7 separate regions of the Mus musculus genome follow, and all the other regions are linked to region 2. Evidence: chromatin contacts called from public Hi-C, HiCAR-type, HiChIP or PLAC-seq and promoter capture Hi-C data. All regions are on one chromosome and are shown on one strand. The core of a region is the stretch at or near the end of the contact, and the rest is flanking DNA. Distances in the headings are between cores, read along the strand shown.

Region 1 (3,486 bases), core at 295-2,794, 1.5 Mb after region 2:
CATGGACTCCAAATCTAATCAGAGGGCCAATGGGGAAATTTCAATCTGGTAGATCCTATAATTGTGTGGTGGAGTACTTGAAAATTTAGATGTGATTCAAAAAGATTTTCAAGTAGATAGTATGCAAAGGTCAATCCAATCCCACTGTCTTGATTAGGGTTTTACTGCTATGAACAGACAAAATGACCAAGGTAACTTATACGGATAACATTTGATTGGGGCTAGCTTACAGGTTCAGAAGCTAAGTCCATAGCAAGTTCAAGGCCAGCCTAAGCTATGTGAGAGGTTGTCCCAAAAAATACATAACATGAAGAGTCCCTGTGACATTATTTAAGTTAATTTTACTTGTCTGTTGGACAGACCATTTCTATGTGCCAAGAATAGCTATTAAACAGCCAACATTAGCCATACATTTGGTACATATCTGTCAACATGATTATTTCACCCTTTTTCTTCAGAAGCTGACAGAAGAAAAAAGTGGATAAAGGTATAGCTGGCTACAGTAGTACATGACAAATGTCATGAAACAAAGAGTCATCCAAGAACACATAAGAGTACTAATTTTGTGTGGGAGGGAGATGTCTTGGAGATTGGATGTCCTGTTTGGACTGGAATCATGAGAAAGTTAGAGAAAGAGTTGGAAGTTGTGTAGGGTAAAAGTGTAAAGAACATATTTAACCATGGGAGAAGAGCGCAGGCAGGAGCACAGGAGATCTCGAAATGAGGTGATCATCAGTAACCGGGAAAAAGACCAGCAATGATGGCACACAAGAGAGAAGCACAATCAGCGGACAGAGAAGTGTGCAAGACACGTGCCTCAGCCAACCAGTGCAATGAACCATGAGCTCTTTGAGGATGGGGTTTTATGTGACCTGCCAGTACCTTCTTCACATCCATCGCTGTGTCCACCATAGAGGAAATAGCAGTCATAGGCCAAATGAGGGCATGCATAATAGTCATCCAGTAAATAGCAATTCCATTAGGGAAACCCTTTCCTTGCTTTCTAACTTTTTCATTTTTTAAGAGTCAGGATGGGACGGGGGAGGGGGGGAACTAGCTGCAACTACAGATGGATATTTCCATCCCCAAATACTACAAATGCCACCTCTTTGGGGCTTATTATGCCCAAATGGCAGTCTGTTTGGGATCTTTCTAGAATCAATTGCTTCCAATTTTCAGTTTTCTGATTTCAGATTGAAGACATGTGTTTGGTGTTGCACAGATGATAGGGGAACAAGCGGATTCCAGAGAGGCATCAAGCTGAGTCCAAGTGATAAGAGAAATGCCTGGGGGAAGGCATAGCAACAAAACATTTTAAAGTTCTCAAAGTGCATAAATCATCCTGTAACCATGCTGTCCTGATTCGAAACCCAAAATAGAAAAAGAAAGCTCTTCTGTGCTAACATTTCATCATAACCAGCAGCCCAATGCTCAGGGGAGCCAGTGTTTGTGAATCTTTGAGTTGGGATCTGGAAGGACTGACGCAGAACATTACTATGCAGCCAGTTCTCAGGGAAGAAAAAAAAAATCTCAGCATGGAGTGCGGGCTTCCAGAATCCTTGTGGTAACTTCTCATTTCAGTTGAATTGCACAGAAGAGACGAGCCTTCCTGGGGGGTTGGCCAACAATAGAAAGAAACAACTAAAGGATAGACTCATACCAGGCGTGATGCCAAACCCCAAGCTAGTTCTTGAGCTGTCTAGGCTGTAAGGGAGGCTGTCTCTCAGCCATGGTGCAGCACACTCCATGTCTGTGATGGTATGAGGTCATTGAGACCACAGTCCTGACCAGCATATGCACTGGGACAGGAAAAAGAGAAATTCTTCAGCAATATTGGCATAAATTCAAACATTGTTCCAATCTAAGGTATGGATTCATCAAGCTGAGCTTCAAAATTCCTACTTCAGATTAAAAAGTACAAGAAAAAAATTGCTGTCATAAGAACTAAGAAAAATTATTCATGTAAAATAATCTGTAGGCACAACATAACCATGTTAAATTTTAGTCTCCAGTCCTACTTTTTCTTGATATAAAATTAAAATTCTTTTAGATTTTTCCTTATTATTCTGTTCAAAGAGCTCTAAATGTGAACAAATGTACAAATCTTAGCTATACTGACTCTAACCAGATAAATGAAAAGTTATACATACTAGTAATTTGGAGGTTTGTTTCTTTGGACTAGGGACAGAATGTATGCATCTGTTGGTTGTATCATGTTTACCTTGGCATGTCAATGATCAGTCTTCATGTTTAAAAAATGTTCCAATATTTTAGACTTTGAATAATCAAGAGTCCTGTTCATCTATGAGATAAGATTGGAATACACCAAGCCAAAATGAAAATCCCAGATCAACCCATTATCAGATGAATGGGTCTAGATGTACTGCTTGCTCTGTGACTCTCAATGTTCTTAGCCATAAATGAATACAATATTTATTTATTTCAGGTTATGCATCAAGTACACAGGCTTGAAATTGCATAACACAGGAGTTGCTCATCAACGTCATTCATTCTGCAATGCACATCAACCCCATCCAAGGTACCAGGAGATATTCTAAAGACATATGATGAATCATGAACTAAAGAATATCACTATATTGTGGAGCCCGTGTCTTCTACAAGAGACAAGCAATTGATCAATAAGCAAAAATAACTGTCTCTCTAGTGAAACAAGTGTGAAGAAAATGAACTGAGCAATGGGATGAACAGTACTTATACACAGTGCAACTAGACAGTTGCATAAGCTTCTTTCCCCTGGTTTATTCATTTTACTTTACTTTGGAGTCCCAAACCCACTGAGCATGGACCTCCAGTAAAGATGAGTAAGGAGTTATACTCTGTTAAATTGAGTCATCTGACAAACTTTGAATGACATTGAGAATAGCATAACAACAGTACATGTTTATCAAACAGGATGGACAAAAAAATGGGTGTTGCTTTGGAGACTCTTGGAAAAGAATAGCTACGTTGTCTCCAAGCTTGTCACAGTTGAAACTACAGAGGAGAGTCTTGGGGAATAAGATGTCTTCCCCAAAGAGGGCAATCCTCAACAATGCAAGCTTTGTGGCAGAAGTACATTGCTGACCTTGTTCTGAGCTTGGTCCAAGCTGAGGAAGAGAGGAGAATGGCCAGCTGTGAAAAGATCAATTTGCTTCCAATCTACTATTCTTATAGTCAGAGAGGCTGGCTCCCTAGAGTGGCTGTGTCTGTCAGGGATATATGCCAAGTAGGGCACAGATTGAAGTTCCCTGTTCCCACTGTAGTGAGAGCATTCAGCCTTGAGTGGAGTCTGTTCCCCAGCTATAATGCTTTGTGGAGACCCATATTGAGATAGCCAAGAAGGAGACTTCAAGTCTAAGTCTAATTCAAAGCTAGAACTATCCAAACTCTTCATTCATTCATATCTGAAAAGTACCCAGTGTTGACCAGATGTGGGAAAGCAGGCATTCCCATATATCACAGCAAAGAGTATAAATTAGCATGACC
Region 2 (3,406 bases), core at 258-2,757:
TAGACAGGAGGCTCCGCCTTGTTCCAACCTTGTTTTGTTTCTCACCCAGAACCATTGTCTCTGTGAGCTATAATGGACCTCCTATAAGATAATATTAGGTTGAAGATCATTTTGGCTCATACCTTGGACAGGGAAAAGGCTAGGTAGCAGAAGCCCTTAGGTAGTTCACTGCTTCTTCCCCAAGGCCTATAATATCGGGTCTGTGATGAGGAGGTGGGGGTGGTCAGAGTGGGTATAGTCAGAATACATGCCTGCCTCAGGATTAAAGGGCCTTTAGTTAGTAAGTGAGGAAGAATCTGCCCTTCAAAGAATGTCAAACTCTCCTTCAGGATTTCTGAAGACTGGTGTCTTTATTCCCAAACCCTTACATTCTCCTAAATTCCATTCATTTATACATAGTTTATTTATAAATTACTTTCAGGTCCCTGGGTCTCCAGAAGACCCTCTGGGTTCAGTTATGCCAAGACCAAAACAAAAACAAAAACAAACAAAAACCTCCTAAGAACCTACTCACAAATTTCATTTGGTTTTGAATTCTATAATCTAGTTACAGCATTCACTCCCCACCATTCATTCTCCACAAACCTCATTCTCAACGCTAAATCCCAAATCTATCATTCAACCTTTTAGACTGTATGCTGCAGCCTTGCAATTCACCAATAGCTCTTATGTGTCCCTCATCCCTCCAATACATCCTTTAATCTATTTTCAAATTCCCACATCTATCACCCCTGTATGCCATCTCCAAACTCCAATCCTGTACCTCAGATTTCTGCCCTCCTTCAATCTGATCGCTCATCTGCCCATCATCCCCATCTTGTACTGGGCCACCTCCAACCCCCGCCCCCCACCTCCGCCCCCGTCCTGCCTCACGTGTTGCCTTCAAACCTTTGCTGCGATTTTCTAACTGGGTACTGATTCCCTCGGGAACTCACCCCTCAGTCTTTCCCAGATTCCGCTACAGAAATCCCTTTCTCTTCAGCAATTAGGATCTTCCAAGACCTTGGCTGTTTTGATCTCAGATCTTGCTATCATTACACCGATCTCCTCAAAGCCCCTAAGATTCTGCCCGCCAACACCCAACCTCATCCAGGCCTGCCAAATTCCTTTATGCTTTCTGATATTCTGCACCCAGATACCTCCAGGGACGTCAGATCCTCCCATCTCCCACATGCTGCACCCCGTCTCTCCGCATGGCCCCCACATTACCTCATACCTCCCGACATGCTGCAACTGCAAATTTCCTCAGCCCCTTTGCTCCCCTCCCCCAGCTGCATCTCATCTCCGCCGAATCGCTCCTGAGCCCGTCCCTTCCGAATCCGATCCTGCCACTCCGATCCAGTCCCCAAATCCTGCCATTCAATCTTGGATCCCCGCGACCCACCACAGTCCCTGGTCGCAGACCCTCCTTCCCGCCCCCTACCTGACCGCCCGCAGCTCCGACGCGAGTCCACCGCTGCCAGCCCACCCGCCCGCTGCCTTCTGCGCATGCGCTAGCACGTCCTTCCCATGGCAGTCGCCAATTCGTACAGTCGCCTGCCCGTCAACTTGCCCCGCCTCCCGAGGCATGCTGGGGCTTGTAGGTCTGTGGGCTCAGCGCCCGCGGCCCAGCTGAATAGATAGGGATGGCTCCGGAAACCTAGGCCATTGCAGCTTTCTGCCCCGTTTCAGAGTCTAAACATGGTTAGTCAATGCTAATCCCCCAGTAGTAGTCTCCAGAAAGTTCGGGCACTTTGCAGACAGACGCCTCTTTGAAGAAGACAAGCACACTCCCTTCAAAGAGCTGCAGGTCCCCGGGCTAGGTGTTTCTGCCTGTGACACATCCCAAAGTGGAGTCACTGAACACATGCCCCTTAGGAAAGACGTTTTCTTTGCCAAACAGCGCAGAGGCGGATAGCAGAGGGAGAAACAGGGAAAAGCCTGCATTGAGCCTTGTCAGACGGGAGGTTTTGTGGCCAGGACCTCCTGGTCCTGAAGGTAGTTTGTGGACAGGTAATACCTGCTCCTGAATGCGATAAACACACAGTACTAGTGAGGAATATGAAGGAATCTGAAATATTATGCTCTCATATTTGAAATTCCACCTAGCTGTGTACCCTCTGCACAATGATAAGACAACAAAACAAAAACAGTAATACCTTTAGACACTTTCCGACAGACTACAGACTTTGAAAAGAAGCTGAGACCTAGGGGTTAAAAGGCAAAGTAACCAGTTTCTACCTGTCAGAACCTGGCTTTAATTTCCCAGAATCACTCTTAACTTCATTTTTCTACTTCTTTATCTCAAAATAAAGTTAAGGATTGTTTTGATGAGTTACTAATAACTCAGAAAGGTGGGAAAAGTAAATTTATCCCCTTCCCCCACCTCACTCCCGCCCCTGTCCCACACATCTTGTCCAAGGTTCGGTATACACCTGGCATCGATTTTGATGGAACTCTGAACCAGGCTATTCATTCTCCAACTTGTTTCTCTTCTCAGTGATTCAGGAGTTCTCACATGATTTTATCCCTGGCCGGATTTCCTGATTATACATTCTGAGTACAATTTGATATCTCAGATAATTCTAGAGCCCTGAGCCAACCCAGGCACCCAGAACTCCCAAGGCTTTCCCAGAGAATATGTGACTCAAAGTTCCTTGAAGAAATTATATCTGTGCTGGCAATTCTATGGACTGACCAAATACCTAGAACTGGGAAAGGATAAAACATATTGTAGACACATAGTCAATTTATCTTGGGCTAGCTTTAGTTCTCTTAATGGCCATTTATTAACAACCTATGACTCTGGCCTAACAATCTTCTGACTATAAGGTAAACCATTGGAATGTATAGTTAAAGTTAGAAGACTATGAGCTTCCACTAAGAATGTTATAACATCCGGAAAAGATAAAAGAACTTTCCCTATCTTGCTGTAGCCCATCTACCTGATATCCCCCACAATGCATTTAAGTTAAGACTTAGGAGTTTTTTGTTCTGTGAATATAAATATCCATAGGCCTTTTCCACAGTAGAGTGTGTTATTTGGGATAGATGAGAATCTGTATACAGGCCATGGTTAGTCATATTTGATTCCGAATTTCTTTAGGAGCAAAAAAGAAGAAAAGTACAGCATTTCACTCTCTCTCCCTTTCTGACATCTGAAATTCAGGGGCTCAGGACTGTGGAACTCACTTCGTAACAGGTTGCATTAAAAACTAACTAGGACTTTGTTCCTGTTTGGTTTATTTGAGACAGCATTTTGGTGTATAACCTAGGTTGTCCTGTACCCCCACTATATAGTTGTGCTGGTAAGATTTTGTTGTTGTTGTTGGTTTTATGTTTGTTTGTTTTTTGTTGTTGTTGTTGTTTGTTTTTTTGGGGGGGCTCAACTTCACACAAATCTAGGCACATCCAGGAACCTCACCTG
Region 3 (3,456 bases), core at 876-3,375, 1.7 Mb after region 2:
GTTGCCTGGACCAGATCTTGCAACACATGAAAAGCATAGAGGAGGTGAAGACAACAGGAGTAGGGAATAGGGTGCCTCTGAAATTTCACTAGCAGAGGATGCAACCACAAAAGAAGTGAAGTTGGGCCCACAAACTGTTAGTGACTGATCTGAAAATCTCAACTGTTCAGAAGGTTCTAAGAACAAAGGGTGATTTTCCCCCTTGTCAGCCCTCCCTCCTAGGACAATGTACAATATGCAAAACTGTAAGTATAAGACAAACATTTTTTTCCACTGCCTCCTCAGCCCCATGGGCCTTCAGGAAGACCTGAACTTTAAACGAAGCCTTTTTATTTTTCAACACCCACAGCTTCCATTCAGCAATCAGAAGTTTTCCACTTCGATCAAAGGGGCTAAACAGAGAGGGCCAAGGGAGCAGCCGGTTCTCAGCAGCTCTGGGCAGATTGCCACCCACTCCCTGTCCGTACCTACCAAAGGACAAGGCTTTCTCCCCAAATCAAACAAGTGTACCCCCCCAAAACACTAACTTGCCTTGCCCTATCTAAACCAGCAGGACAAGTGGCTAAGGACAAATCTGTCTTCCAAACCCCAGGCTCAGTTTCCTTGACAACCAGATGGAGACACTGCCCTCGAAGAAGATACTCACCAGTTCATTCCTCACTACCTATCCCTCCTCTGTGGTTTTTCATTTTATAAACTCACCAAAAAGGGCCTCTAGACCATCTCCTAAGTCTAAGCTGCCTTGCAGAATGCTCAAAGAGAGATCTACACAGATCCAGAAAGCTAAATAATCTGAGCTGGGCTTTGGATCCGGCATTTCTTTGGGGCTTCTGACATGTCCTGTGACCTGCAGAGGTAGTGTATAGTCAAAAGAGAAGGTGCTGTCTACCTCAAGGGAAATAGCAAGTGAGGTTTCAGAAGGCCACATCTGGAGGCAGCTCTGAAGCTTTTAGAGAATATTCTGAAAGAAAGGTCATTCATAGCAACAGATACGATCCAGCTCTGTGTCCCAGAAATCTATTTATTATATGAAATTCCAGACATGGCCCAGAGGGCAACTTGGGCTGTTTAACAGGAATTGTTCAACAACAGCTGCCAAGTCCATTCCCATTCAGGAAGCCCTCTTACATCATCCTGTTTGATCTTCCCCATGACTGCAAAGCAGACTGGGGTGAAAGCAGGGGCTGCGTTGACTTATTCAAGGAGCAATGCTGAGAAGAGGAAAGGCTAAGATGCAACCTGAGGTTTTCAGCCTGTAAGGAAAGGGTCCGGCAGGCTTTTGGAGCCAGGCTGGTTTGCATATACCACCAAGTTTTACCATTAGATTAACACTGGTAGATTTGATTAAGAATGCTTTTATGCTGGGTCTCAGTTCTCTATGCTGTGAAGAAGAAATACTACTTGCCTCTGAGGCTGGTGACGAGTGTGAAGTCAGCCTCTAAGCCAAGTTCCCAAGACTGTACCTGAGCCAGAATGTTCAATTCTAGTAACCTCTGTCCACAAACTCATCACAAACACCTGGAACACTATTTGCACCCCCATACAACCCACAGACACTTCACACACTCGTTCCACAGCACTGAGCCTCCCCTTCCTGACCCCCTCACTAATTTCTTCCCCTAGTATGAACTTTAGGGCAAGCCAGTTTCATCGGCAAATTTAACAGCCCTGGAGAGCACCCTGCAAGAGATAGAGGAGCTTTGGTTCAACAGCAAATTATTTCCAAATTCCTCTTCTCTCACCATGTCTTTGAAACTATCCTCAAATATCCTACTGCCACAACCTTGTCTCCAGGTAGGTAAATGCCCAAACAGTGGGCTCTTCTTTCCCAGAAATGGGTATGTTTCCAGTTTAGAGCATGCTGTAATTGTTGGACAACCCCAACAGTCATTGTGCTGCTGACAAAGGACTGCCATCTCCAGGGACCCAGCAAAGAGACTAATCTGGAAGCTTCCTGGGCCACCAGCATGGATCATGCAGTGTGCAGGGTCCCCGCGGCAAGGCGTTCTGTGGCTGAGCCTAAAGGAAACAGAAGTGGTTGGTGTACACTCACGCGGAACTGTCTCCTTCCTACCACCCGCTGACATCAACCATCGTCTATCTCGCTACAATTTCTCTGCACTCAGATTAATCCCAGGCGATGAAAAATGAACCTCTCCCCCACCCTTGCAGCCACCCTTCGCCTCACGCCCCCAGAGAAGAGTTTCTCCATCCGGCAACTGGTGAAGGCTTTTTTCCAAGTCACATGATCCAGGATGCAGGGGAAAATCCTTCTTGGAACAGAGCTGGGTACAGAACCGAATCAGATGAGGAGAGATAAGGTGTGATGTGGGACAGACTATATAAAGCATGGAGCCAGGGCTGCAACAAGCAGGCAGCTGTGGGGCTCCTTCCCCTGACCCAGCCATGCAGGTGCAGCCCGGCTCGGTAGCCAGCCCCTGGAGAAGCACGAGGCCCTGGAGAAGCACAAGTCGCAGCTACTTCTACCTCAGCACCACCGCACTGGTGTGCCTTGTTGTGGCAGTGGCGATCATTCTGGTACTGGTAGTCCAGAAAAAGGTGAGTAAACATCTTTTTTCTGCTTTTCTTTCCTCATTTATAATGTGTGTCCTCTAGAGGAACAGCTCTGGGAAGCTAATGAATAGTTTAACTAGGAGCAAAAAAAAAAAAAAAAAAAAAAAAAAATTTAAAAAGTGAAAATAAGTAAAACTATGCATATATAGAGAGAGATTATATCAGAGAAAAGGGGAAAAACTAGAAATGAACTTTCTGCACTCAGTGGGAATTTTTTAAAAGAAATAGAACTGGACATGAGCTCAAAAATTTCCAGATGTACTGGAGCCAACAGAAGAGCTGCTGACCTTGAGAAGTTAAGATTGAAGCCCAGATGGGTCACAGCCTCACAGTATGGAGGGAGGAAGCATAGGGAGCCCTGATGGCGAGTGCGCATGTGGGTATCACCTCTGTAAGGCGCTCATCCTAATTCTAAGGTTATGTCCTCAATCCGTGCTCCCAGGACTTCTGAGGCCTCTCTTTTGCCGAGAGTCTGTTGTTGCTATTGTTTGTTTGTTTGTTGTGGTTGTTTTCTTGCTTGCTTGCTTGTTTTTAGTGAGGAGCTACTTTTTAAAGACTGTGATATTTGAGAGAGAGAGAGAGAGAGAGAGAGAGAGAGAGAGAGGGAGAGAGAGAGGGAGAGGGAGAGAGAGAGAGAGAGAGAGAGAGAGAGAGAGAGAGAGAGAGAGAGAGGCCAAGTCTTCCCAGAGCTCTGCTATTTCAATGTTAAAACCCACAAAAGAAATCGAAAGCTTCCTCACAAGCCACTGGCTTTGAAGAGTTCAGGGTGTTGAAAAGTAGCAGTGTTTTTGTCACCTGTACCCTCTGAGATGCACACATAATGTGCAGGGCCACACCATCTTGGGAAATTTCGTTTGTTTGAAATGGGGGTAGGGGGAGAAA
Region 4 (3,046 bases), core at 307-2,806, 1.6 Mb after region 2:
TTCAAATTTTCCCAAACTAGTATAACAGGGCCATCATTCATCATGGACACTTTGCAGCAAACCACATGGACAAAGCATTGTTATCTGCTCCACTGTCCGAGCCTAAGACACCCCATCCCAAAGTTATCCTTTGCTTCACATTGGTTATAAATTTTAGAGTGTACAAGTCACGTCCCTGGATTATCACCTTTGACCTTCACAATACAATAGGAAGCTGATAAGCAAAGGTGTTGAACTGTTTTCTTCTGAGGCTCAGAAACATGAGATTTGTTTTGTCTGCCTTCATACCAGCAAACAGAGAATGTTTCAAGCCCAAGTTTTCAGGATATGTCCCACTGTTGAGTGGTAGGGACCTCCTCAGTCACCTGTGATTGCTTACCAGACATTGCCCGTCATCCACAGGACTGGATAACCTGAGCAAAATCACAGCCCAAGGGCAGTATGAGCTCCGGGTGGACCTACAAGACCATGGGGAGTCTGCCTATGCTGTGTACGACAGATTCAGTGTTGGAGATGCCAAGAGTCGCTACAAGCTGAAGGTAGAAGGATACAGTGGAACAGCAGGTATGGGGTAGCTACACTGTGAGTCTGGAGTCATGAAATTCCTATGGATTCACGCATTCACCACTCCTGGTTCTGAATCAACAGATATTTGAATGTCTTCTGGATGCTGATCTAGAAGAACTATCATTAAAAAGGTCTAGGCCAACATCTGCAACATCTGGTCTCTGAGAGGTAGAGTAGGTCAAGAATCTTGTCAACTATGGTTGAATTATAATGACTCTCATTAAAAGAATATGTTTCTTATTCTCTTGTAGTTAGTGGTTGTAGAGTGGTGATAGGAAAATGGTCTTTCAAAGGCCTCCATCTTCACCAGAAGCTTCCTTGTAATGGGTATCTGATGTCTCTGAGAATCTGCTGATGTGTGAATTCTGATATATTGGGATGTCATGGGGAGACGTTAAGATGAGTTTCTCCTAAGTTCCCTGGTGATGCCTACATTCCTAGCATTGTTAGTCTTTTGACTGCCAAGCAACCTTTTGTTCTTCACCTAAATTATAACCCTAATGGGCTAGGTTATGATTACCTGATACCCAGGCTATCTGACAATATTTAGTGGTCTGAGGTCTTACTTATGACTGTAGCCAGATACCTTTGTATATAAGAGACATGCCAATTTATACTATTTGGGGGAGAATAGAGGTTTTTGTCTTTGACTTAAAGTGACCCTTGTACAGCTTTCTGGCTCCACATTAAAGGAGAAACTAATAACAGAGCTATGAGATGGCATCCTTCTCTGTAGGTATTTTCAACTACTGAACCCTCACAAACGTCTTTTAGGAAAATGATATAAAGAGGAGAAAAGTGGCTTGGAAAAATTCAGGAAATTTCAGCTCACAGAAGGAGTATGTGAGTGTGTGTGTGTGTGTGTGTGTGTGTGTGTGTGTGTGTGTGTGTGTGTGTACACATGCGCACCCAGCCATGTGTGCCTAGAGAACAGTGTAAACAAAGAGGGGCTGGGTCAAGAATGCAGACCATCTTGTGTAAGCCAGGGCCTCTTTGGGTGGCCTTATTTTATGATTATTTAAACAGGAGACAGATTTGTGACCCCTCTGGGAGCCCCTCCAGAAAGGAAAAAATCTTCACCTTTGACTAATAGGTGCCAGAGCCAGGTTGCAGTAAGAAGGACACAGAGCCCCTTTGAGAGGCAGTTTGGTGTGATGGAAGAGAGAAAGCCAGGGCTGGAAATTATTTTAACACTTACATGCCTCAAAAAAAAAAAAAATCTGACACTTTATCACCTAACAATAAATACCTCTTTGGCTGAGATCATGTCAAGAAGGATCTTGTTACTTGGAAAGAAAATCCACCAACCAACAAGAATATGACTTACGTTCTCTCTGTATCTCTGGTGGAGGAGAGCACTTGGTTTTTCCCTTCACTCAGAGCCATGTTTTCAGGTTGTAGCTTCCAGCATGCTTTGGTGATAGCGCCTCACAGGAAAGCTTCATCAATATCTGCTTGCTCTCCTGCAACTCATGGGTATCATCATTAGTTAAAAAGACTCTGAAAGAGCTTTGACAGCTTGCTCCAAGATCTCAGCATCAAATACCTGGATGTCTTAGAATGCTTGCACACAGCCCTATGGCTTGGGAGTAAGAAGGACTCAGATAATATTCTCAAGTAGCACTCTATGAAAAAGCAGGTTCTTAGGTAAGAATCAGACAACACCAGCCTGGTACACACTCTTTTAAAAATGATTACAAGAAACCCAGGCTACCTGACAACATTTAGAGAGTGAAGGTCTTAATTATGATTGTAGCCAGACACCTTTGTATATGAGGGACCTGCCCTCTGTTATTATTTTTGCTTTGTTTGTAAGTTTATGGGGTCCCATTATGAAGCCTACGTTGGCCTCAAACATATGCACTTCCTGCCTTAGCCCATCCCACCGCATGCTGGGATTACAGATGTCCACCACCATGCCTGACACACACATCATTATTAAATGCAAATTTCTCACCCTGTCCTCATAGGTCTTTTATGCAAAGCAAATATAGACAAATCATAAACAACAACCCTGGCTCTTTGTATGCCACTTCTCCCTGTCCAGAAAAACGTTCTGGACAGTATATTAGAACAGCGCTGTGAGCTAGACAGAATCCACTGGATGTCTGCATTTTTTTAGATGAGAAAAAGAAAGCTTAGAGGAAGCTCAGCCTGTGACAGGTCACAATTAGAAAGACAGAGAGATGGACTTCAATGGAACTTTCCAGAACCACCTGCAGCCTTCTTTCTTAACTTATAACAGTGCTTCTGTCAGAGATAAGTCTTGGGGGTGACATTCATGTCTCATGCTTTGATCCTCAGTCCGGTTTGAGGTTCAGTGCCAGTGTACCCAAGGATCTTTCAGTCCCCGCCTTTGATTCTGCCCTTGACAACCTTCGGAGACTTTGATTTGGGGGGAGTCTTTATTCTCTCTTATCTTTCTCCCTTTTATTCTCAATAAGGTGACTCCATGAACTATCACAATGGTAGATCCTTC
Region 5 (3,391 bases), core at 776-3,275, 1.8 Mb after region 2:
AGTAACAGAGATGGCACCCTTCTCCAAGGTCTTCTTCCAGCTCAACAGTGTCAATCTCTCAATACCCAGCCCCTCCTTGAACCAACTCCAGCAATGGCATTCTTAGAAGGAGAAGCCTGTGCTTAGTCTTAAGCATGAAACTATCTAATCAATTCTTGAAGAAAAACTACAGTATGCCTGCCATTTGACTTCAGGAAATGCAAATGCTTCAAAATAAGGTAGACTTTTTCCATCATTGGGTTTCTCAGAATTACAGCTGAGGTCACCCCACTGTACACATGAAGACCAAAGGGGAAAAACAGAAGAAAAAAACGCCTGCATGTGTGAGAGACAAGCCTGGGCTTGTACTTCTGCCACCATCTGTAGATGCTCAGCTCTGGCAGATATCACCACAAGCCACCTGATACAGAGGGACCTTAGGACTAGAGAGATAGAGCCTGTTTTTGATGTGACATCCTGGCTTTGATCCAGGGCATGAATCCTACTTTTCCACCTAACTTAGAATCTGTGAGAGTCAGGCCAATATTCTCCCTGCCAGGGGAAAAAGCAAGCACTCCTTCTCACTACACTGATGCCCTTAGCACTGGTCCAGCCAGAGCTACAGAAGGAAATAAGAGAGATGGTCTAGTTGACTCCACTCAGCAAATGCATCTTCTTGGCTGATCAGTAGGAGAGACTAAACAGTAGTCTCTGCCAGGATGTGTTTTAAAGGACAACTGGCTTGATAGAGGCAGGGCATTCCACTTGACAGGAACCAGAGGTATGCAGGTGGAAGCATATCCATGTAGTTGTGTACTGGAGCTGCACGTCTCCAAACTTGTGTAGAGTGGGGGGAAATCCGTTTGGGCATTAGAGTCACACTGACTGAGTTTTGATCTCCACCCTACTAGCAACTAGATGTGTGGCTGAGAACAAGCCAGTTAACCCTTTCTTATTCATCTATTTATTTATTTATATTCCAACTGCTGCACCCTCATCCCATTCCTCCCTCACAGAGTCCTTCTTCCCATTTCCCCTCCCCTTCTCCTCTAGGAGGATGCTCCCCCACTCCTCACCCATATATCCCCTCCCACCCTGGAATATCAAGTCCCTGCAGGATTAATTATGCACATCCTCTCCTGCTGAGGCAATACAAAGCAGTCCTCTGCTTCATACTTCATACGGCATCTGCATCTGTTTCAGTCAGCTGCCGGGTAGAGCATCTCAGAGGACAGTTATGCTAGACTCCTGTCTGCAAGCACAACATGGCATCCGTAATAGTGTCAGAGATTAGTGTTTACCCAAGGGATAGGTCTCAAGTTGGGCCGTTATTGTTTGGCCATTTCTTCAGTCTCTGCTCCATCTTTGCCCACCCTCCAGTTAAACTTTTAAAACCTATAGTTTCTAATGTAAATAACAGAGATAACTGTAAACTATCTCTCATGGGATGATTGTAAAAATTAAATCTCTTATGGGATGCTTGTAAAAAAATGTAAAAATGAAATCATGGCTGTAGCATGCTCAGTAAAACATTACAGAAATAGTCAACATTAGTTATGATGGTGGTAGTGGTGATGACATTTATTACTATTAAGACACAGAATAAAATGAGGGAGGGTATGGGCTGATACTGGAGAGATTGGGAGGAGTCAAAAGCCCATCAGAGCTGTAGGGAACATAAATTAGAAAGTGATTCACAGCAAAGAGAGTCCGATTTGCATCTCTCTGGTTTCTTTTGGTTGATGTTCTACAGTCCCAAAGATGAGATTGGACAACAGTCACACTTCCTTAGACTATTACACTTTGGGATCAAATTTCTGGTTATACACATCCACGAGTATGTGCAGGGCAGCAACAAGCCTCACAAGAACACTGCTTAGATGATAATTATGGGCTAAGATCTAGAGAGTGGAAGCTGGCCTTCAGCCTTTGATGGGCCAGAAGCCCCGTGTGAGTCCAGAACAGCTAGAGATGAATACTGCCCCTACTTCTGCTGGGGGTTCCTCTAGTAGTGAGCTTGCTCAGACAGCAGAGGGAACCCTTCACTCAGCTTCTAGCTGTTCTCGGGGCCCCAGGGTCTTTCTCGAATGAATCTGGACAATAAGATAAAGGAAGTAACTGGTAGTACCCATGTGTCTCTGTTTAGTTTCTGTTTCCAGGATCTGTCCGTTGGTGAGTCGGGTGTTGAAGTCTCCCACTATTATTGTGTGAGGTGCAATGTGTGCTTTGAGCTTTACTAAAGTTTCTTTAATGAATGTGGCTGCCCTTGCGTTTGGAGCATAGATATTTAGAATTGAGAGTTCATTTTGTAGATGAACTTTTGGTAGATTTTTACCTTTGATGAGTATGAAGTGCCCCTTCTTGTCTTTTTAGATAACTTTGAGTTGGAAGTCAATTTTATTTGATATTAGAATGGCTACTCCAGCTTGTTTCTTCAGACCATTTGCTTGAAAATTGCTTTCCAGCCTTTTACTCTGAGGTAGTGTCTGTCTTTATCCCCGAGGTGGGTTTCCTGTAAGCAGCAAAATGTTGGGTCCTGTTTGTGTAGCCAGTTTGTTAGTCTATATCTTTTTATTGGGTAATTGAGTCCTTTGATGTTAAGAGAAATCAAAGAAAAGTAATTGGTGTTTCCTGCATGGTACTGGTACAGCGACAGACAGGTAGGTAGATCAATGGAATAGAATTGAAGACCCAGAAATGAACCCACACACCTATGGTCACTTGATCTTTGACAAGGGAGCTAAAACCATCCAGTGGAAAAAAGACAGCATTTTCAACAATTGGTGCTGGCACAACTGGTTGTTATCATGTAGAAGGATGAGAATTAATCCATTCTTATCTCCTTGTACAAAGCTCAAGTCTAAGTGGATCAAAGAACTCCACATAAAACCACAGACACTGAAATTTATAGAGGAGAAAGTGGGGAAAACCCTTAAAGATATGGGCTCAGGGGAAAAAATTCCTAAACAGAACAGCAATGGTCTGTGCTGTAAGATCAAGAATCGACAAATGGGACCTCATAAAATTGCAAAGCTTCTGTAGGGCAAAAGATACTGTCAATAAGACAAAAAGGCCACCAACAGATTGGAAAAGAATTTTTACCAATCCTAAATCTGATAGGGGACTAATATCCAATATATACAAAGAGCTCAAGAAGCTGAACTCCAGAGATTCAAATAATCCCATTATAAAATGGGGCTCAGAGCTGAACAAAGAATTCTCAACTGAGGAATACCAAAGGGCTGTGAAGCACTTTAAAAATGTTCAGCATCCTTAATTATCAGGGAAATGCAAATCAAAACAACCCTGAGATTCTACCTCACACCAGTCAGAATGGCTAGGATCGAAATTTCAGGTGACAGCAGATGCTGGTGAGGATGTGGAGAAAGAGGAACACTCCTCCATTGTTGGT
Region 6 (3,317 bases), core at 164-2,663, 1.5 Mb after region 2:
TACTTCAAGTTACATCCTCAAACCTAAAGAGTCAGAATCACATTCTACATCTAAACAAGGGCATGTGCATTTTTTTCTTGGTCTGAATTATCTCATTTAGAAAAACAGTTTCCATTTCTATTCATTTACCTGGAAATTTCATTATTTCATTTTGCTTTGCATCTAAATAGTAATCCTTAGTGTATATGGATCACATTCATCATTTGAAGGATAATTAGGCTTTTTCCATTTCCTAGTTATTTTGACAGCAACAATGAACAACTGAGCAAGTTTCCCTACTGTTAGATAATAAGTTCTTTGGGTCCACCAAAGAACTGTATGGATGCATCATATGGCAGATTTTCTTTTAGCTCTTTGATAAATTTCTCAGTTCTTGAACTTTTATGCCTAAACATAAACTCCATAATCAGTGAAATGATTCTGCATCCATTAGTAAACTGTCCTAAGGTGACTGATTTTTAAACTTTTAATGATTCTAGCTACCATACATAAAAATTAATGAACTTGACAAAGAAATGAAAATGAGAATCTACTGTGGGAGACAGGTACTCATGACACAGTCTTTGACATAGTTCCCCTACCTCCAAGAGAAACATGTGCAAATGGAAATCAGGTTTTTTATTTTCCAGAAACATAATAGTTGTCTCCTTTGGGAGATTAATAACTAAGCATGCTGAAAATGAGAATCAATTATTTTCCTTAAAATATCTCATATGGTAGATAATTCTAGTATGGGTACTGTAGCTGATGAGAACTAGCTTTTCTTCTGACCAATACTCTGCTTTTTTGTTTTGCAGTGTTCTGTTTTGTTGTTGTTGTAGACATCTCTCAGGCTTGTAAAATGACTAAAGACAGACAGTTTGGGGGACAATAATTTCAGGATGTTGTGTGAGACTTATTTAGTATTAGCAGCTTCAAAAATCATACTTCTCAGAGCAGAATAATGATGGCCAGAGTCTCGCCCACCCTTTCATCTCATAACTTTCAGAAACCAGCCAAATCAGAGAGCCAACTGAAGCAGAAAGGGTGCCTCAGCCTCAACTTCTCATCAGTGCCATGCTTGCCAACTGCCACCGAAGCAAACTCCATTCCCACATGTCTCCAGTGGGATCTATGGTGGTTTCAGGAATTTGGATGCTGGCCTCAGATATCTTTCTGTATTACCATCATCTTGGATGAGGGGAAACCAACTCCAGGTGGAACCCATTCCAACACCCAGGAAGGAAGTGGCACATGATCAGATTCTCCTGACAAAGTAGAGTCCTTCTCCATGTAACACACTGAGACATGTGCCTGTTGTCATGGAGATTTCATAATGCAGCGCAAGTAAATGCAGACTGAATAGATTCCATCCAAAATGCCCTTGGAGGCCCACGGCTTTCATTCCCTTTCATCAGCAAGCCGGAGTCCAGCTGGAGCCAGAATTAGTGATGGGTAAAGAGCTGAAAAGGCTGTTGGTCCCTTTCCAGGGCACCTCCAACTTCTGTAAAGCTTCTTGGACTTGGAAGACTTCACTGGCAAGCTGTCCCGTGAGAGTCTCAGCTCTTCTTGGTTTTTTTCATTCTGGTCCATAAACCAGCATCTCACTTTGCATTTAGGAAAGAAGTGTGGAAGCTAATCACCACAGCTTTTAAGACTTTAAGACTTTGCAAAGAGGGAGGAAAAAAAAGGGATGTTTTGGGTAGAGACCAGAACATTATTTTGCTTCCAGCCTCTTTCCTCTTATTTAAGTACACACATACTGAACTAGCTTCCATAGCACAAGAGAAAACAATGTTCGCATTATTAAACATGATTTTTCTGTTTTTTAAAAAACAACTGCTATATGCAAAACATAAATCCAGAATACCTAGTTCTCTTCTGAAGATTTTATAATAATTAAAGTAAATGAAATAGTGTTTTCTTTTTAATTCTGCCTTCATACTGATGTGTCCAATCAAGTTATAAAAAGACTGTACCCATTTGCCCCATCCCATGGACAGAGCTGAACTGTGTTGTGAGGACAAAACAAATAACTATACAAGTGGCAGAGAATACATAACAGGAAATGTCTCAGGACACTTTGTTGGGCACAGGGAATGACATAGCCCTCAGGGAAGCAGATAACTGGACTGAGACAAGTCTAAAAACACTTTATATCCATTTCCTTAAATGTTACTACATTCCACATACAACACACATGCATGCACACATACACATGTTACATATGTGTGTATATATACATGTATGTTACACTTACATACACACATATACACAAACACACATTCCACCTCAATAAGAACAAGAAAGTTATACCAAAATGACTCAGTGACATCAGAAAATTACAACCCTTTTCTTTCTCTGAAGAAGTCTCAGAAATCCTAATTATATGTGACAAGCTGGGAAGACAGCCTTCACACGTCTCATGCAGAGCCTGGAGTGTGGAAAAGGAGAGGGAAACCGTGTCTTCTCATGTCGTGTTGCGGGAGGGGTTCTAAACTGTTGAGCTCCTTGTAGCTCACAGCTGTCCACTCATAAAATCAAGAGGAACACAAAACGGAGCAGGTGTGCAGGTGTAAATTTTCCAGAGCCTTCTGACACAGATAGCAACGTGGATCCAAAAGGGGAGAGGGCGTGGGGAAGGCTCATCACTTCCATTCAGCAAGCCGGAAGTCCAAGCCCTGGATGTAAGAGCCTCTCCACATCAGCCAGTTTCTCACTCTGCTTCAGCTGCCCAAGAATGCAGAGCCCAACACAAAGCATGCCTCTCCTCTCTCTAGAATGTAAAGAGACAAGTTATTTTGCAATTTAGATAGTAAAGTATTTACATTTTCGAACAAGTTATCATACTTATTTAAAGTAATAATGAATATATTTTGTCAATGAGTATTCTTTGAAATGCAAATTTTCATAAACTGATTTGTAAAAAAACTGACATCAGGCTGGGCCCATTTCAAGATATCCCACAGTTGGCCACAAACCCAGTGTCTTCACATTTTTCAACATGGGGAAGCACTGGTTGGTTATATTATTATTATCATTATTATTAATCAGCCACAAATGCTGATTTCCCTAACAAAAAAACTCTGCTTGGTCTTTTTTTTTTCTTTTATGTACATAACTTCCTTTTTTTCTTCTTCCTTCCTTCCCTGCTTTCTTCTTCCTTCCTTTATTCTTTATCTTTCCCTTTGTCTCTCTCCCTTTATTTCCTGCTTTTCACCTAAAATACATTCTGAACAGGTATGTTTTGAATTCCGTATTACAGGTAGCCAGGAACAATGTCATTACAAGATATAGCAACATTTTGCCTTTTTTTAAACTTCATTTCCTCTTTATTC
Region 7 (3,483 bases), core at 366-2,865, 1.6 Mb after region 2:
ACTTTCTCTGCTAACTGAGAAGAGGTAGCCTGGGTCTGCTTAGGAAAGCCTAGAGGCGTGGAAGCATTCACTACTGGTGGAAAGACAGGCTTGTGCCACTGAAATATGTTTTGGCTAACACGCAGAATGAAAAAATTCCCAAAGCAACCAACATCTGAATCAGCCCAAATGGTTTAAAAGTTCAAATGAGTCGTTTTACGACATGACTATTTATGGCTGTTCCTGATGTCTGAGCGGTGTGTGTGTGTGTGTGTGTGGGGGGGGGGGGGATAGGGAACACTTAAGCAGGCAGTCTTCGAGTCCTGGAATCGGTGCCACCCTAGGGATAGCCTAATTTTGTCTTGCTTTATTCTCCCAGGGAGATTGAAACTAAATGTTATGAGAAAGGCTGAAGGATGGTATCAATCAGTAAGTGGATGGTTGAAATTTCCGATAATAGTTGTTAATTAAAACATCAGAAGTCTCTTCTAAATTACAGAACAAAGAGATGCATTTTCCACAGTCCAGCAAAGCAGCTGTGTCTGTTGTCATGGGTGACAGTTTCCTACTTAAGCATCACTCACTGTTTCTGGTCACCAATGTGTCATGGAGCCATGAATTCTAAGTGCTTCCCAGGCACAATTCCTTGATGGCATTAAACTGCTTCTCTAAATTGCAGGGTATAAGCACTGTCCCAAACAAGCCCAGAAGTACCGTGAGCTGAGCTTGGCCCCAGGTGCCTTGGGGATACTTTAACATGCTAAATGAGGACTTCAACCTAAATAGTGTTACCTTTTGAAATATATTAGTGCTTCTCTAAGAAAAAAAAAAAAAAGTCTTCACTCAGCACCTAGGTACACTGAGAGCTCAGGAGTACACCCTGAGCTAAGTACTACACCCTACTTAGTAGACCCTACTAAGTAGAAAGCACTTAGTATGTGGCATAAACAATGTCAAAAAGTGACTCCTGAGGGGACATTGGGATCTGGATAAAGATTCCTCCAGGCAGCTGGGCACCGCTGGGTCCTGCTTCAGAAAAGCTCACTTTTCTAAGCTCCCAGTATGGTTCCCACCTGCTGAGAACTAATCTTGGGTTATCTCCAAGCTGGCCAAGAGAAACCTGAACTGCCCCGGGCTTGCTCAACTCTCCTCGATCTCCTCTTTCCAGGAACTCAGGTTCAGCCCTCAGGCTTTCTCCGAGGTGCCACCCCGCAGCTGCTGCCCAGAGCCTGAGGGAACCCAGGTCGTGTTTCCAGCTTGCTCTAGTCCAGGAGCAGCGCCAGGATCCAGTTCCCTCATATCCCAGTTCCCAAGGCTTCTGTTTCACAATTAGAATACTCATTTGTGGAGCAATGCAAAAATCACACTTCACTAACAACTACTCTGCGGGGGCGGAGGGAGCTGAAATTCCTACTTTTTTTTTTCTTCACTATAAATTGTATGCAAATGGTCCGTTAGCTGGCGGCGCGCCTGGAGTGAGTGCGTCTTTCATGAGCTAACCCTGTTCCGCTGGGAGGGCTGTGCCTTTAACTCACCAACTGAAAAAAAAAAAAGTGGGAAAGGATGTCTGGAGGCGAGGCGTCCCATTACAGAGGAAGGAGCTCCCTATATAAGCCTGCCAAAGCTGGCTGCTCCGGCCACAGCCTGCCTACTGTCACGCGTCTCTCCCGCGCGCAGACACACACCCTAGCCTCTGGTGGGCACAGACAGTGGCTGGGAAGACGCTAGGGACCGCGCGCTTGGGAACTCGTTGTGGCTTAACCCAGGTACTTCTTCACGGAGCTGGTGCACCCAGAGACTTTGCTTTTCCCGACCTGGAAAAGGTGAGTCTGTTGATCCCATCACCCAGGATCTTTCTGGTGTGCTCCTGGCATTCCCGGTACCCAGTAAGATGTGGGTTTGTAACTATAAAACTTTTGTTTAATTTCCAAGCCCGGTGTGATCAGATGCGGCCCGATTATTCTGTGCTTGCCCTCCTGCGGTCATGTATTTGGTATGGATCTGTCAATAGTCAGAGGAACTCAGGGAACTTTTGGTAAAGTTTTGTCTCTGCCTTTCTTTGGAGGAAATGTCTTACTTTAACTCTTACCCTTTTACCTCGTTGATTCTCACCTGTGGATTTTCCCCTTTTGGAGCGTTAGAGAAGTTGCATTTTAAAGTGGCATTCACTCACAGCACTTGGGTGGGATGAGTACCACGTACCCGTAGTAGGGAGAACACAACCGTGCATCTACACAGTCTCAGCACTTGACAGTTTTCGTTCCCCTCTTGTCCCATTTGATCCTCAGTGTCCACTCTGGGGAAAGATAAGAGCTGGATACCAGAGCTAGGAGATGAGTTCTGGGCACGGATGAAAAGCCCACAGGCTGTAAGATGAAACTGGTGGGCACGTCTGTGGGTTCTTGAAGCAGGGTGCCATCCTCCTGATTCAGAGACCTCAGGTGGGGCATGTGTAGAAGGTTTGGAGGCATCTGAACCCCATATTGCTCCCAAATCGGCCTCCCTCCTGACACTTTATCCCAGAACCCCAGTAACATATTCCCTTCCCTGGTGAACTTTGGAAAGAGCACAGAGATTCCTCTATGCCATCGTTGTGACAGGGGGAATAAGAGGTTGGGGTTTGACCCTAGAAGTGGCTTGGGCATTCCCACTAGTGCCACTACAACATAAATGTGTCAGGAAAATATGTAACTTCTATGGACCTTAGTTTCCACTTCTCTAAAGTGGGGACAGCAGCTCCCCTTATAATGAGGAGCGAATGAGGAACAAAAAAGATCAAATCAGCAACTGGGCAATCTCTGTCATGGCCCAAAGCTGCCAACACCCTGGACGTGAAAAGCGGGGCCTCTTAACCCAGTTTTTCAGTGTGTCTGCTTACCCCCAAAGCCTCTGCCTTCTTATCTTGCCCAATCTGAGACAGCCTGCTAGCCTGGCACGTAGTGTTTTACAAGCAAGGGGTGTGTTGGCACCATTAGGAGAAAAGGTGGCAGCCTCGGGCTTGATGTGAATCTGGAGTTCTGACTCCAGAATGTCCTCAGGCATTTACAGGCTGAAGTGCTTGGCTATGGAGTGCTGTGTGGCTGGTGGTCTTTGGAATCAGATTCTTTGCCTCAGAGGATGAGCCAGACTGGGAGCTCTCTTTAAGAGTGAATGCCTCTTTTTCGTGTGTTTTCGTGGAATCTTTTTTTTTCTTTGTTTTATAGAGCTTTCCCTATATGCACCTTAGAAATGAAAGCTGCTCCCCACCCCACTGCCTTTCCTGAGATGCAACAAAGCTCACCAGGGCTGGTGAGAGGCATGCTCTGTCTAAATAAGCTGATGGAAAGTTCTCCTGTCCTATGAACCAAGGCTTTCGAAGGGCATGGGGGATGGGGGTAGTGTGCCTTGGCCTGGTACATTCCAAGAATGTGACCACATCTAGGGAAAGAAGGGGGTGCAGTGTGTGAATATTCTCTGGGTTACTCAAATGGGGTGAGCACGAGAGAGAGAGAGAGAGAGAGAGAG

Evidence for each region. Promoter capture Hi-C pulls out the DNA fragments that hold promoters and counts their contacts. Hi-C and Micro-C count contacts between places; a contact is called where the count stands out from the background. HiCAR-type assays count read pairs that join an accessible place to other places. HiChIP or PLAC-seq counts read pairs in DNA pulled down with a chosen protein or histone mark.
Region 1: a Hi-C map of cortical neurons shows a contact between it and region 2. The contact joins the enhancer-like site here to the promoter of Trim32 in region 2. A contact is called at or near these places in 5 of 39 promoter capture datasets (the 3T3-L1 cell line, the C10 cell line, frontonasal cranial neural crest and 1 more) and 1 of 484 Hi-C or Micro-C datasets (cortical neurons).
Region 3: a contact with region 2 is called in a promoter capture Hi-C map of stem cell-derived epiblast-like cells, with 3 times the contacts expected there. The contact joins the promoter of Tnfsf8 here to the promoter of Trim32 in region 2. A contact is called at or near these places in 7 of 39 promoter capture datasets (the 3T3-L1 cell line, the C10 cell line, cranial neural crest and 4 more) and 1 of 115 datasets of contacts at active chromatin or transcription factors (large pre-B cells).
Region 4: an H3K4me3 HiChIP or PLAC-seq map of embryonic limb bud shows a contact between it and region 2, with 6 times the contacts expected there. The contact joins the enhancer-like site here to the promoter of Trim32 in region 2. A contact is called at or near these places in 11 of 39 promoter capture datasets (the 3T3-L1 cell line, 3T3-L1-derived adipocytes, the C10 cell line and 6 more) and 1 of 115 datasets of contacts at active chromatin or transcription factors (embryonic limb bud).
Region 5: an H3K27ac HiChIP or PLAC-seq map of large pre-B cells shows a contact between it and region 2, with 10 times the contacts expected there. The contact joins the enhancer-like site here to the promoter of Trim32 in region 2. A contact is called at or near these places in 3 of 39 promoter capture datasets (the 3T3-L1 cell line, hippocampal neurons and second pharyngeal arch cranial neural crest) and 1 of 115 datasets of contacts at active chromatin or transcription factors (large pre-B cells).
Region 6: a contact with region 2 is called in a HiCAR-type map of astrocytes, with 6 times the contacts expected there. The contact joins the enhancer-like site here to the promoter of Trim32 in region 2. A contact is called at or near these places in 3 of 39 promoter capture datasets (the 3T3-L1 cell line and liver) and 2 of 115 datasets of contacts at active chromatin or transcription factors (astrocytes and embryonic limb bud).
Region 7: a promoter capture Hi-C map of embryonic stem cells shows a contact between it and region 2, with 2.8 times the contacts expected there. The contact joins the promoter of Tnc here to the promoter of Trim32 in region 2. A contact is called at or near these places in 4 of 39 promoter capture datasets (the 3T3-L1 cell line, embryonic stem cells, hippocampal neurons and 1 more) and 2 of 115 datasets of contacts at active chromatin or transcription factors (both in stem cell-derived neural progenitor cells).

What each region holds. Positions count from the first base shown.
Region 1 is chr4:64,074,624-64,078,109 of GRCm38.p6, reverse strand. All of the region lies in intron 4 of 8030451A03Rik (a long non-coding RNA gene), which reads right to left. Among named protein-coding and RNA genes, the nearest start is that of Tnc, 29 kb to the right of the region's middle. Within about 2 kb of position 1,544, at least 68 of the 459 cell types and tissues checked have an H3K27ac peak or open chromatin away from gene starts, as enhancers often do. A contact at or near this core is called in cortical neurons, where this site is marked.
Region 2 is chr4:65,603,087-65,606,492 of GRCm38.p6, reverse strand. It overlaps Trim32 (tripartite motif-containing 32), which reads right to left and starts at 1,507. Exons shown (of 2, transcript NM_053084.2): 1 at 1,424-1,507. All of the region lies in intron 16 of Astn2 (astrotactin 2), which reads left to right.
Region 3 is chr4:63,859,953-63,863,408 of GRCm38.p6, reverse strand. It overlaps Tnfsf8 (tumor necrosis factor (ligand) superfamily, member 8), which reads left to right and starts at 2,125. Exons shown (of 4, transcript NM_009403.3): 1 at 2,125-2,559. The coding sequence starts at 2,350.
Region 4 is chr4:63,962,116-63,965,161 of GRCm38.p6, reverse strand. It overlaps Tnc (tenascin C), which reads left to right. Exons shown (of 27, transcript NM_001369211.1): 25 at 403-564; 26 at 3,012-3,046. Among named protein-coding and RNA genes, the nearest start is that of 8030451A03Rik, 21 kb to the left of the region's middle. Within about 2 kb of position 1,556, at least 4 of the 459 cell types and tissues checked have an H3K27ac peak or open chromatin away from gene starts, as enhancers often do. A contact at or near this core is called in embryonic limb bud, where this site is marked.
Region 5 is chr4:63,839,290-63,842,680 of GRCm38.p6, reverse strand. The region is part of intron 2 of Tnfsf8 (tumor necrosis factor (ligand) superfamily, member 8); the gene reads left to right. Among named protein-coding and RNA genes, the nearest start is that of Tnfsf8, 20 kb to the left of the region's middle. Within about 2 kb of position 2,025, at least 17 of the 459 cell types and tissues checked have an H3K27ac peak or open chromatin away from gene starts, as enhancers often do.
Region 6 is chr4:64,147,212-64,150,528 of GRCm38.p6, reverse strand. It overlaps 8030451A03Rik (a long non-coding RNA gene), which reads right to left. Exons shown (of 12, transcript XR_881356.2): 12 at 1,973-2,755. Among named protein-coding and RNA genes, the nearest start is that of Gm31115, 5.4 kb to the left of the region's middle. Within about 2 kb of position 1,413, at least 27 of the 459 cell types and tissues checked have an H3K27ac peak or open chromatin away from gene starts, as enhancers often do. A contact at or near this core is called in astrocytes, where this site is marked.
Region 7 is chr4:64,045,068-64,048,550 of GRCm38.p6, reverse strand. It overlaps Tnc (tenascin C), which reads left to right and starts at 1,615. Exons shown (of 27, transcript NM_001369211.1): 1 at 1,615-1,802. The region is part of intron 4 of 8030451A03Rik (a long non-coding RNA gene); the gene reads right to left.